2 separate regions of the Oryctolagus cuniculus genome follow, and region 2 is linked to region 1. The links are chromatin contacts, called in public Micro-C maps. All regions are on one chromosome and are shown on one strand. The core of a region is the stretch at or near the end of the contact, and the rest is flanking DNA. Distances in the headings are between cores, read along the strand shown. Region 1 overlaps IPPK (inositol-pentakisphosphate 2-kinase). Region 2 overlaps CENPP (centromere protein P).

The links. A called contact is a pair of places that touch in the nucleus more often than the background predicts.
Region 2: a Micro-C map of ear pinna shows a contact between it and region 1, with 4 times the contacts expected there. The contact joins two enhancer-like sites. A contact is called at or near these places in 4 of 6 Hi-C or Micro-C datasets (ear pinna, embryonic fibroblasts, psoas muscle and 1 more).

The regions. Positions count from the first base shown.
Region 1 is chr1:146,205,392-146,211,815 of mOryCun1.1, forward strand. IPPK (inositol-pentakisphosphate 2-kinase) reads left to right here. Exons shown (of 13, transcript XM_002708226.5): 10 at 140-290; 11 at 870-972. Among named protein-coding and RNA genes, the nearest start is that of IPPK, 44 kb to the left of the region's middle. Within about 2 kb of position 3,425, at least 3 of the 8 cell types and tissues checked have an H3K27ac peak or open chromatin away from gene starts, as enhancers often do. A contact at or near this core is called in ear pinna, where this site is marked.
Region 2 is chr1:146,441,370-146,447,793 of mOryCun1.1, forward strand. All of the region lies in intron 4 of CENPP (centromere protein P), which reads right to left. Among named protein-coding and RNA genes, the nearest start is that of CENPP, 26 kb to the right of the region's middle. Within about 2 kb of position 3,777, at least 1 of the 8 cell types and tissues checked has an H3K27ac peak or open chromatin away from gene starts, as enhancers often do. A contact at or near this core is called in ear pinna, where this site is marked.

The sequences.
Region 1 (6,424 bases), core at 2,175-4,674:
GGGGCGCAGTCCTCGCCCGTGGTGATGCCGGCCCCCAGCCCCGAGGGAGCCCCCTGGCCTGCGCCAGCCTGCATCTGCCTTCAGGTCTTCATCCTCTGATAACAAACCTGCTCTCGTTTTCCCCTGATGTTCTCGGTAGGAAAAAACACCCCAGAGCGCTCGGGGTTACCGAAGGGCTGTCTTCTGTACAAAACCCTCCAGGTGCAGATGTTGGACCTGCTGGACATCGAAGGCCTCTACCCTCTGTACAAGCGGGTTGAGCGGTACCTGGAGGAGTTTCCTGAGGAGAGGTGAGGCCAGCCCGGGAGCCGTGACGGGGGCCCTGCCGGCCAGCTCCCTCTACCTGCTGAGGAGCCAGGGCCTGGCTTGGGGCTTGCCCTCACTGAGGGGAACAGGATCAGCACGAAGCGGGTTGTCCCTTGGGCATTTCTGAGCCTGCCTGTTCACAAATCCGAGTCAGGGCTGAGCCTGCAGAGGGCAGTGGCGCTCCACGGGCTGAGCTCTGCTCCTGTGTCCCCCACGCGGCAGCATCCCGGGAACTGGTTCCTGGGCCTGTGCTGGGGCCCCGCAATCCCAGTGTCTGGGGTCAGATCCACTGCCTGGCTTCACTCCCATCTCTGCCCACGTGACTCCATTTGCCACGAACAGGAGAGGGCTCCCCGCAGGGTTCCCTGGCTCTGGGCTTGCTGCTTCTGTGTGGGCCCTTAATGTCCAGGAATCCAGTTTAATATGCGGAAGCAGTGTCTCTCTGGTGCCCTTAGAAATGAAGTGTGTGACCCTGAACCTTGCTGTGGGGTGTCGGGCATGTTAGCGATTGGAGGAACAATTTCCAGGCCACTTGGTCACGTTTTCTGTGCTTTCTTCTTCAGAAAAACGTTACAAATAGATGGGCCTTACGATGAAGCGTTTTACCAGAAGCTGTTTGACCTCTCCACGGAGGACGACGGGACGGTGGCCTTCGCGTTGACAAAGGTGGGCAGGCCTGTCCGAACCCTGCCTGTGCTCCTACCCTGAGGGTCACGGCTCAGAAGCCGGGAGTGTGGAAGAGCGACCGCAGCGCCCCCAGATGGGCCGGGCCAGGGGATGGTAGTGCCGGGCTTCCAAGGAGGATTTCCTTGGGTTCCCTGGGGCCCGGGGCCCGCCCCTTCTGAGCTGAGGACCAGAACAGAGCCACAGAGTGGCCTGGGAGCATGTGCCTGGAAGGAGCCTGGTCCTTCACTTCCCGGGACTGTGGAATTCAGGGAGGTAAGGGCCCTGTGCACTGGGTAGGACAGAACTGCCTCTTTATTTTCACTGGCCTCTACTTGAAAGTTAACATTTCCTTCCATTACCAGTGTGCTCAGGACCCCGTGCGGTTGGCAAGACGCAGAATCTTCCACCCCACGCTGCAGCTACAGGCATCTCCGACATGGTCGTGTCTGTCACTGCCTCGTACGCATATTACTGTGCTCTTCGTCTGCTTTTAAAAATGTCGTATTTTACATCTTCACTCTATATTTTGTTAAAAATTATTTTATTTTATTTATTTTTTAAAGATTTATTTATTTACTTGAGAGGCATAATTGCAGATGAGAGAGGTCTTCCATCTGCTGGTTCATTCCCCAAATGGTTGCAACAGCTGGAGCTGCACCGATCTGAAGCTAGGAGCTTCTTCCAGGGCCCAAGCACTTGGGCCATCCCCACTGCTTTCCCAGGCCGTAAGCAGAGAGCTGCATTGGAAGTGGAGCAGCTGGGACTTGAACTGGCACTGCAGGCATATGTTTAACCTATTATGTCATAGCACTAGCCCCCAAAATATTTTACTTTATTTGAATGTCAGAGAGAAACAGAGTGAGAATGTGTTCTTCAGTCCACTGGTTCACTTCTCAAATGCGTGTAACAGCCAGGGCTGGGCCAGGATGAGGTCAGGAACTCAATCTTGGTCTCCACGTGGGTGAGGGGCCCAAGTACTTATTATTTTAGATTTATTTATTTGAAAGGAAGAACCACACAGGGAGAGACAGAGAGATCTTCCGTCTGCTGGTTCACTCCCCAAAATGACCACAATGGCCAGGGCTGGGCCAGCCCGAAGTCAGGAGTCCAGAACTCCCAGTTCTCCCACATGGGTGCAGAGGTCTAAGTACCATCTTCTACTGTTTTCCCAGACTCATGAGTAGGGAGCTGGATCAGAAGTGGTACAGCCAGGACTGGAACCAGCAGTATGGGGTGTTATTATTGCTGGTGGCAGCCTGACCCACTGTGCCACAACACTGGCCCTGACCCCAGTACTTGAACTATCACCTGCTGCCTCCTGGAGTGTGCATTATCAGGAAGCTGGAGTTGGAAGCAGAACTGGGCTTAGACCCAGGCACTCTGATAGTGGATATCAAGGCTCCGGGCCTCTGGCATGTCAGCGCCTGTGCCCGGGGCCCATCCCTATATTTTATGTTTTATGCATTTAAAACTTACTCTGAAAGGGGTGTGTTGGCTCTGTGAGGCTGCCAAACATCTGAGGAGACTAGAACTGTGAAGAAATGCAGCTTTTTAAAAAAATTTTATTTAAGGTAGAGAAATTTTATGCATTTCATATACACAGATTCTTCTCGTTCTACCATCCCCTCCCACCCGCACTCCCACCCTTCTTCCCATTCCCTCTCCTGTGCCCACTCTTAATTTTTACAAAGATCTATTTTCAGTTTCCTTATACTCCTAGGATTAACCCTACAGTAAGTAAAGAGTTCAACAAGTAGTGCAAGGTGAAAAAAAAAACCCACTGTTCTCAACAGTGGAGACAAGGGCTGTGGAAACCCTCGAAGGCACACGGTGCCGTCCCTTCTCCCGTGCACGGGCTTGGCCGCCTGTGCCGTGACGGGTCTGGTGAAAGACGTCTTTGGCTGAAGATGCAGCTGGGAGAGTTTTTCAAGGAGAAGGGGGAGGAGGAGGAGCCGGGACTGAAGATGCGCTGTAGGCGCTATGTGAACTCTGCCGCCCCGGGCTGGGTCGGCTCAGTGCGGAGGTGGATAGCAAAGCCGTGCGAGGCTGCCGTGGGTCCTGCAGCTTGGTGCGCCGACCAGAGACACACACCGGCTTTGCCGGTCTGTGTGTTTTTTCCTAAGAGAAAAAGCTGGACTACACTTCTGTGTCTGTGTTTTCCAATTTTCTAGAAATCAGCATGAATTAATTTTTAATTTTTAACCTTACGTAAATGTAATCTAGTCAGATGGTTACCATCTAACTGTTGAAATCACTACTATAGATGCATTGGAATATCCACAAACACACCGTATGTTCCATATGCACACACGGAGACACGTACATGGTGCAGACGCATACACATGTGTACCACACCACACCTGTACACATGGAAAACCTATGCACATCACCACATGTGTACACTTGGACACATGGATGCACGCTTGCACGTGTGAGACCTGGCAGATGTGAGTGTGGTTGTGGCTTGTGCTGGGTGCCACGGGATGCTACTGCTGAAGCTGGTAGACGTGGCGTGGGGTCTTGGAATATGAGGGCCGCCCTTCCTCTCTTGGGGGGTTTAGGTTCTCGTTGCTGAGCCTGAGGAGGGTGGTTGCGAGGCTGGGGAGCTGCTGAGAGCACTCCTAGAGCAGAGTCCTTGCCCGCTGAGCCAGCCGAACCTTGTCCTTGTGGAGGGGGCGGGAATGTTGTCCTCATGGCAGCACAGGGAGCTGCAGCCCACAGCGCCTCTGGCTCTCATCAGTTGACGAGTGCTGTGGAGCCAGCGCCAGCAGACTTTCTGTGAAGGGCCAGATAGCGAATGGCGTAGCCTTGTGGGGCTGTCTTGTCCCTGGTGCAGCTACACAGCACTGCCACGTAGCACAGAAGTGAGCACAGCCCAGCCCAGCACAGCTTTGTTTATGAAAACAAGTGGTGGAGGCTGGCTTTGCCTCTGGCCTGCAGTTTGCTAACCTCTGCACTCTGCCTGCTTTATTCTGGTTTTTGCTCGGCTGGTTTTGGAAGCCTTCAGTTTCTGTCTTTTCATAGTGCATGTTCAGTTTGACCCTGAATAAATAAAATTAACCTGTTTAACATCCCAGCCCTTGCACAACATAAGGACTTGGTCTTTCCGAACTTACACACGCAGCTGTTGTCTCAGACTGGTTGTCTTGTTATTTATTTAAAGTCCTGGTTTTAGAGTACTGTTTTTTTAAAATTTAACGGGTGTTTAGATTTATCTGTTTGCTCAGTATCATTGCCCACCATTCTTGCACCTCAGATACTTCCTTTGTCTTCTTTTTCTCCGTAGCTGCTTTATTGAGAGTGTACACAGCAACCACCTCAGCAGGAGCTCTGTACCCCGAGCTGTCATTCCACTGTCTCCCTGTCCCTGAGACCCGAGCAGCCCCCAGCCTGTTGTTTCCGCGTGGGCTGGTCTGTTCTGGCGCTGCATGGAGATGGTATCGTTCTACGTGCTGTCCTTTGTGCCCGGCGTCTTTCACTTAACGTGGTGTTGAGAAGGTGCGGCGTGATGCAGCATGAACCCGGAGTGCTGCTCCAAGTCCTTGTGTACAGGTTCTTATGCAGACGTAGGTTTTCTCTGTTTCTAGGGTTCAGAGTATTCTTTCATACGCTTGCTGCCCATTATGTATTTTTCTTTGGAGAAATGTCTATTCAGATCCTTTGCCTACTGTTTTTTTAAAAAAGCTTTTTATTTAGTTGAAAGGCAAAGTAAACAGAGAGAGGAAGAGAGAGAGAACGCTTTCATTCTCTTATTCATTCCCTAAATGCCTGCAGTAGCCAGGGATAGGTCAGGCCAAACCACGAACCAGGGGCTCCCCCCATCTCTCACATGGGTGGCAGGAACCCAGGCACTTGGGCTGTCATCTGCCTCCCAGGTGCGTTAGCAGGAAGCTGAAACCAGAAGCGTGGAGTAGCCAGGACTCAGGTCAGGCTTGACAGTGTGGGATGTGGGCATTCCAAGAGGCTGCTTCACCCTTTGCCTACTCCAGAACTGTGTAGTATGTGTTCTTGTTGAGTTGCAAGCATTCCTGATGTGTTATTCTAGGTGTTAGACCCTTATAGATACCTGACTGCATTGCAGGTGTTTTCTCCTGTATAGTTATCTTTTTACTTTCTTGGTAATACACACACACTGAAATTTTGAAGCAACCCATTTAATCTTTTTATTGTTTTTCATCCTTTTAGTATCATATCTAAGAATTCATTGCTAAATCTAAGGTCATGGTGATTTCCCCATTTCCTTCTGAGAGTTTTGTAGTTTTAGCTCTTACATGTAGTTCTTTGATCCATCTTGAGTTAACTTTTATATATGATATTTGGTAGACTTTGACATCATTTTTTTATGTGACTATCCATTTGTTGAAGAGATTGTTCTTTCTCCCAGTGAGTGGTCTTGATAGATTTCTTGAAAATTGCTTGACTTGAAAATGTATGGGTTTATTTATAGACATGTAAATGTGATTTATCGATGTATATGTCTCTGTTTATACCAGTACCCTGTTTTATTAGTGTTGCTTTTTAATAGGTTTTGAAATGGGGAAGTGTGAATTCTCCAACTTTGTTTTTTTGTTTTTTGCTTGTTTGAAAGCTGGAGGGAGCGAGAGGGTGAGTGAGTGAGATATTCCCACCCACTGATTCATTCTCCAGATGCTGGTAACAGCCATGTCCGGGCCCAGCCCAAGCCAGGAACTCCAGCACGGTCTCCTGCGTGCATGGCAGGGACCCGAGCACGTGCGGCATCCGCTGCTGCCTTCCCAGGTGCAGTGGTAGGGAGCTGGGTCAGGGGCTGAGTAGCTGGGACTCAGACTGGCATTACAGGCAGCAGTTTAATCCACTGTGCTACGATGCCAGCCTGTCTTTCTTCTTATTCAAGATAGCTTTATCCCCTTGCAACTCCATATGAATTTTAGAATGAGCTTGCCAAGTTCTACAGAGAAGCCAGCTGGGATTCTAATAGAGATTTTGAGAAACTGACAGATTGCTCTGGGTAATAAAACTTCTGCTCTATTAACACGGGATGTTTTTCCATTTATTTAGGTCTTTCTTTTGATATTATTGTTAGTTTTCAGACCATAAGTTTATGTTTCCTTTGATAGAATTTATTTCTAGTTTACTTTTTTAAATTAAAATTTCTCTTTATTTTACATATTTTTTGCTTGAAAGGGTGACATACTTCTATTTACCCATTTTATTTTCTTTTTAAAGATTTTATTTATTTGAGAGGTAGAGTTACAGACAGTGAGAGGGAGAGACAGAGAGAAAGGGTCTTCCATCTGCTGGTTCAATCCCCAAATAGCCACAATGGCTAGAGCTAGGCCGATCCGAAGCCAGGAGCCAGGAGCTTCCTCCAGGTCTCTCACGTGGGTTCAGGGGCCCAAGGACTTGGGCCATCTTCTGCTTTCCCAGGCCACAGCAGAGAGCTGGATCAGAAGAGGAACAGTAAGGACTAGAA
Region 2 (6,424 bases), core at 2,527-5,026, 240 kb after region 1:
CTTTAGTGAAAGAACCAATCTCAAAAGCACACACATTATTTGATTCCTTCTGGAGAAGGCACAACTCTACAATGGAGAACAGACCAGTAGTTGCCAAGACACATGAGTGGAGGTTTTATTAACAAAGGGCAGGATACAGGAGGTTTTTTTTCCCCCCCTGGGTATGACAGAATTGTTCTTTATTCCAAATATGGTGGCAGTTACATGTATCTATGTATGTGTTATAGCTCTAAGACCTGTATAACAAAATCAACTTTATTATAATATTAATATATAAAAAGCTTTTAAAAGGAGGGAATAAAAGGCAGATGACGAAAGTGGTAACAGAGAACTTTGAAAATGATCAGTACTGACAGTGAAGCCAAAAGCTCAATAGATTAATGTTTAATAGATTAAATAAAAAGTGAAGAAATTATTATCCTTCATTGGACTATACATCTGAGGAGAAATCCATAAAAATTACAGGAAACTCAAATTAGATTTTTTTAAAAGTAAATTTTGAAAAAAAGACACATAGGGGCTGGTGCTGTGGCGTAGCGGGTAAAGCCACCACCTGCAGTGCCAGCACCCCATATGGGCGCCAGTTCGAGTCCTGGCTGCTCCACTTCCTATCCAGCTCTCTGCCATGGCCTGGGAAAGCAGCACAAGATGGCTCAAGCCCTTGGGCCCCTGAATCCACGTGGGAGACCCGGAAGAAGCTCCTGGCTTCAGATCGGCGCAGCTCCAGCCGTTGCGGCCAATTGGGGAGTGAACCAGTGGATGGAAGACCTCTCTCTCTCTCTGCCTCTCCTTCTCTGTGTAACTGACTTTCAAGTAAAATAAATCTTAAAAACAAACAAACAAACACATAGAACCTCTACAAATGAAAAATATTGTCAGTGAAGATGAACGCTCTATGGATGGGGTTTTAACCACCCAATTAGTCACAAACTGCTTCCAAAGAAGATGTAAGGTGCTGCAAAGATAAGGCCACTCTCAACCTACCATCAAGGAAAACTTCAATAATATATAAAGTCATAACCTTTACTGAGCCCAATAAAGACTTGCAGTCACAAAGGAACCAACTAAATTAAAAGTTTTCTCTTTCAAGTGAAATTTAGAACACGTAAACAGTTCACCTTTGGCTAAACACAGAGGAGAGAAACAGTCACCACACCAGTGGGTAACAAGAAACCAAAGGGCAAGAGTCAGTTACTGCCATTTTGGAACAGAGGGGAACCCCAGACAGACTGTGGTCCTGGCAGGAGCCCAAAGAGCTCCCCTCAGTGGCACAGGCTTGCAAAGGGGGCAGCTGCTGCTGGGGTACAGGTATGAAGCCTTAATCCTTATCAGGAGCACAATTCTTAAGCCACTGAAGGATAGGCAGAAAACCAACAGAAGAAAAAGTACATTATTTCAAAGAAGGAGAATGAATCAGAGTCTGGAAGAAGGATAAGAATACTCTGAGGCCAAGATAAAGATACACTACTTCTAGAAGAGGGGCAGAATGGAAGTCCTCTAGGCCACTGGTGGGCCAGGATATCCATTGTGTTCAGGACCCTACACACGACGAAACAGGTCTGCTACCACTGAAGGAGGGAAAAGACACACTTGATCCTCTTCTGAATCCAGCTCTCTGCTATGGCCTGGGAAAGCAGTGGCTCCTGGCTTTGGATTGGTCCAGCCCTATCCGTTGCAGCCATTTGGGAAGTGAACCAGTGGATGAAAGACCTTTTTCTCTACTTCTCAAATAATAAAATAAAATAAAAATAAAAAAGACAGAAACACTGCCCACTCAAGACAAAAACAAAGATGGGTTGAGTTTGACTGCACCAGGAAGGAAGAACAAAAGCATTGAGAAAGCCATTTACCTGAGGCACAGGTTGATAGGACCTACCCAAAACCGATGATGGACCACGGAAAGGCAGAACTCCCTTTGTTCCCACCATAAGCTTAGCATCAAATACCAAGCATCAGGAGTCAACTGCTGGAGAAGCACTCCTCTGAGGTGTGAACACACAGGGGCTGCTGAAAGCTGGAAGCAGAGCTGGATCACTGGGGAAACCCTCCAGCTCCTAAGGCTCCATTCTAAATATAAAGCAACAACAGCCCTCTGCTGGAAGAATTACAAGCTGTGATGCTTCAAGGTAGTGAAAGCAACAGAAATCCCACCTTTAAGCTCAACACTATCTACCTTGATTAACCCTACACCACATGTCTAATAAAATAAATGTATATGTTTCTGGGCATAAATATTATCTGCGACAGTCACTATTGTTCTACCACAGACCATGTCCATCATTCAACCAAAAATTATGAGACAACACTTCAAGAGGGGTAGAATGCCTGGGACATCTGCATCCCATATCAGAGTGCCTAGCTTGGTTCCTGAGTCCAGTTTCCTGCCAGTGCAGATCCTGAGAGACAACCAGGTATGGCTCAGGTTGGGTCTCTGCCAACTATGTGGGAGACCTAGCTTGAGTTCCGAGCTGTTGCAGGTATTTGGAGAGTGAAGCAGCAGATGGGAGCTTGTTCTCACTCTTGCTGTCTCTCTGCTTCTCAAATTATAAGTCTTTTTTTTTTTTTTTTTTTTTTAGATTTTTATTTATTTGAGAGGCAGAGTTACAGACAGTGAGAGGGAGAGACAGAGAGAGAGGTCTTCCTTCCATTGCTTTACTCCCCAGATGGCTGTATCGCCTGGAGCTATGTTGATCCGGAGCAGGTGCTTCCTCCTGGTCTCCCATGCTGGTGCAGGGCCCAAGCACTTGAGCCATCCTCCATTGCCCTCCCAGGCCACAGCAGAGAGCTGGACTGGAAGAAGAGCAGCCAGGACTAGAATGGCGCCCCTATGGGATGCTGGTACTGCAGGCAGAGGATTAACCCACTGGTCCACGGAGCCGGCCCTGTAACTTTTAAAATACAAGAAAAATAACCCACTGTAAACTAATCAGAACCACATGCAGAGATGACTCAGAAGTTGGTACTGTCAGATAGGAACTTCAAAATAATGATTAATAAGTTTAAAAAATCTAGTGGAAAATGTGGGCAGCTTCCTTAAACACATGGAAAATGTGGAAAGAGAGAAATAAAGAATTAAATAGAAATGCTAGAAATAAAAAACATTGCAAGAAAGATGAATTTCTTCCATGGGTCACCAGCAGACTATACTTCAGCTGGGAAACAATCTGTGAACTTGGACATGTGTTAACAGAAATGATCAAAGTGAAACACAAGGCTATAAGAGTTAAAGAACACAGCATCTAAACATTGTGAGATGACACTAAACACTGTCTAACATATGTGTAATTAGAGTGGTAGAGCAGTAGAGTTCTGGGAAAAATGAACATTTGAAGATACAGATCGAATTTTCACACAAATACACCCTGGATATAGCATAAACTGTGGGGAAAAAAAACATACATCAAAGGCTGGAAGGCAATCTTCAAACACACATTTTAATACAGAAATCAAATGTAACAATCCCAGCAGACTTCTGTTCACAACCTGAGTAATACAGAAGACAATAAAAGCATATCTTTAGAGATAGGAAAGAAAAACTGTCAACCAAGAATCCTGTAGCCAGAAAAGTACCTTTCAAAAAATGAAGGCAGGGGCCAATGTTGTGGAATACAGGATTAAGCTGCTGCTTGCATGTCAGCATACCATATCAGAGTCCCAAGTCCCAGCTGTTCTGCTTCTGATCCAGCTCCCTGCAAATGCTCCTAGGAAAGCAACAGATGATGGCCCAAGTCCTCGGACCCCTGCCACCCACATGGAAGAGCCTGATGGAGTTCCAAGTTCCTGGCTTGAGTCCGGCCCAGCCTTGGTTACCTTCATCTGGGGAGTGTGTCAGTGGGTGGAAGATCTCTGTTTCTCCTTAACTATAACTCTGCCTTTTGAATTAAAAATAAATAAATAAATAAAAAATAAAGGCAGGGGCCCGCACTGTGGCACAACAGGTTAAGCCATGGCCCACAGCACCAGCATCCCAGTTCAACTCCTGGCTGCTCAACTTAGAATCCAGCTCCCTTACACAGAAGACTCATAGAAGGGCAGATGTCCTAAATAGCACTCTGGCCTCAGAATCAGCCCTTAAGGCATTCGGATCTGGCTGAAGAGCCCATGAGAGTATTATAGGCATGGAAAGCCAAGGCAATCTGGCAAAAACAAAAACAAAACACACACACACACACAAACACAAAAAACAAACCTAAATGAAAGATCTCTGCGAGTGAGATCCCAGTGGAAAGAACGGGCCATCAAAGAAGGAGGTACTTTTCTCTGAAGGGAGGAGAGAACCTCCACTTTGACTATGGCCTTGTCGAAATAAGATCAAAGTCAGCGAGCTCAGGGGGCTTCCATGGCCTTGGCAACTCATGACCAGAGCCTGGGGAGATTGCTGACACCTTAAACAAGAGTGTCAATTTGTTAAGTCAACAACAGGAGTCACTGTGTACTTACTCCTCATGTAGGATCTCTGTCCTTAATGTGTAGTTCAATGTGAATCAATGATATGACTAGTGCTCAAACAGTATTTTGCACTTTGTGTTCTGTGTGGGGGCAAACTGATGAAATCTTTACTTAATATATACTAAATTGATCTTCTGTATACAAAGATAATTGAAAACAAATCTTGATGTGAATAGAATGGGAGAGGGAGCGGGACATGGGAGGGGTGTGGGTGGGAGGGAAGTTATGGGGGGGGAGGGAAGCCACTGTAATCCATAAACTGTACTTTGGAAATTTATATCTACTAAATAAAAGTTAAAAAAAAAAAAAAAAAAGAATCCAGCTCCCTGCTAATGCACATGGGAAAGCAGTGGAGGATGGCCCAATTCCTTGGACCCCTGCATCCATCTGGGAGACATAGAAGAAGCTCCTGGCTTCTGCTTTGGCCTGGCCCAGCCCAGGTTGTTATAGCCATTTGGGGAGTGAATCAGTGGATGGAGGCTCGCTCTCTGTCTCTCATTCTCTGTGTAACTCTGTCTTTCAAATAAAAATAAATAAATCTTTTTTTAAAAATGAAGGCAAATAAACATCTTTTCAGAGAAACAGACTGACAGAATTAATGGCAAACAGATCAGCCCAATATTAAAGGAAGTTCTTAAGGCAAAAGGAGTGTGCCAGTTAGAGACCTGAGTCAATATAAATCATTGAAGAATGTTGGAAATGGTAAAAATGAAGATAAACATGCAAAACCATCTCTTTTATTTCTAAATACTTTAAAATGTAATGGATGGTCTAAAGCAAAATAAGTAACACATACTCAGGAAACTGTTAACACACACAAAAGTGAATTATATGACAATAAAGGCACAAAGGCTGAAAGAAATTGCAAGCATATTATTGTTCTTATTCTATTTGTGAGAGGTTTAGCATTTTATATGAATGCATACTAGGATAAGGGAAGATCAGGGTAATAGCAAGAGTCAAAAAAAAAAAAAAACCAATTTTTACAAGTTTTCCAAAAATTAAAGATACAATTCTCAGTCTGAAAAACTACAGACATTTAAGGGAAAACTAAAAGTAAATTTATGTTTAGGCATGTAGCATTTATATTACATTACAGCACAAAGAAGAAAAAACAAAATAAGAATTTATACAAGGGCAATAGAGTCTGGCCTCAAACCCAGGTCTCTGACCTATGTATGACCAGCATCCTTTCTAAAATACAAGTCACTCTCCACAAAGTGGCAACCCAGTCTATTAGAATAATCAAAAGGGCTGAGATGGGACGGGTGCTGTGGCACAGCGGGTAAAGTGGCCGCCTACAGTTCTGGCATCCCATATAGCAGTTAGTTCGAGTCTCGGCTGCTCCACTTCCAATCCAGCTCTCTGTTTATAGCCTGGGAAAGCAGAAGATGTCCCAAGTGCATGGGCCCCTGCACCTGCATGGAAGACCCACAGGAAACTCCTGGCTCCTGGCTTCGGATAGGCCCAGCTCCAGCCATTAAGGCCATTTACGGAATGAACCAGTAGATGAAAAATCTCTCTCTGCCTCTGCCTCTCTATAACTCTGCCTTTCAAATAAATAAATCTTAAAAGGGGGGGGGGGGTTGAGATAATATATTATTAACTAACTACATTATAACATGACTATTATACAAGGGATAGACATTACACCATTCTTCCTTTCGTAACTTCCAAATAGCAGATGCTACTTCCAAGCAGGGCCTGGACAAAAGGAAAAATGTCATCTCTATAAAACACATCCCTGTTTTTTCTCCTTCCTCTTAGGTACTTCCTTTTCCAACTTCTCTGAAGGATCTTACTCTCCTATTCAGCTAGCACATTCTAGATTCCTCGAGGCTCAGCTCCAGGCCCTCTCGTACTTTCATTCTAACTTCCCTCCATAGGCAACTCCACTCCTGCTCAAGGCATTCATTTCTACCCACCGGGTGACCACTTCAGTGTTCTATCTCCTACCCACGTATGTTCCGAGCTG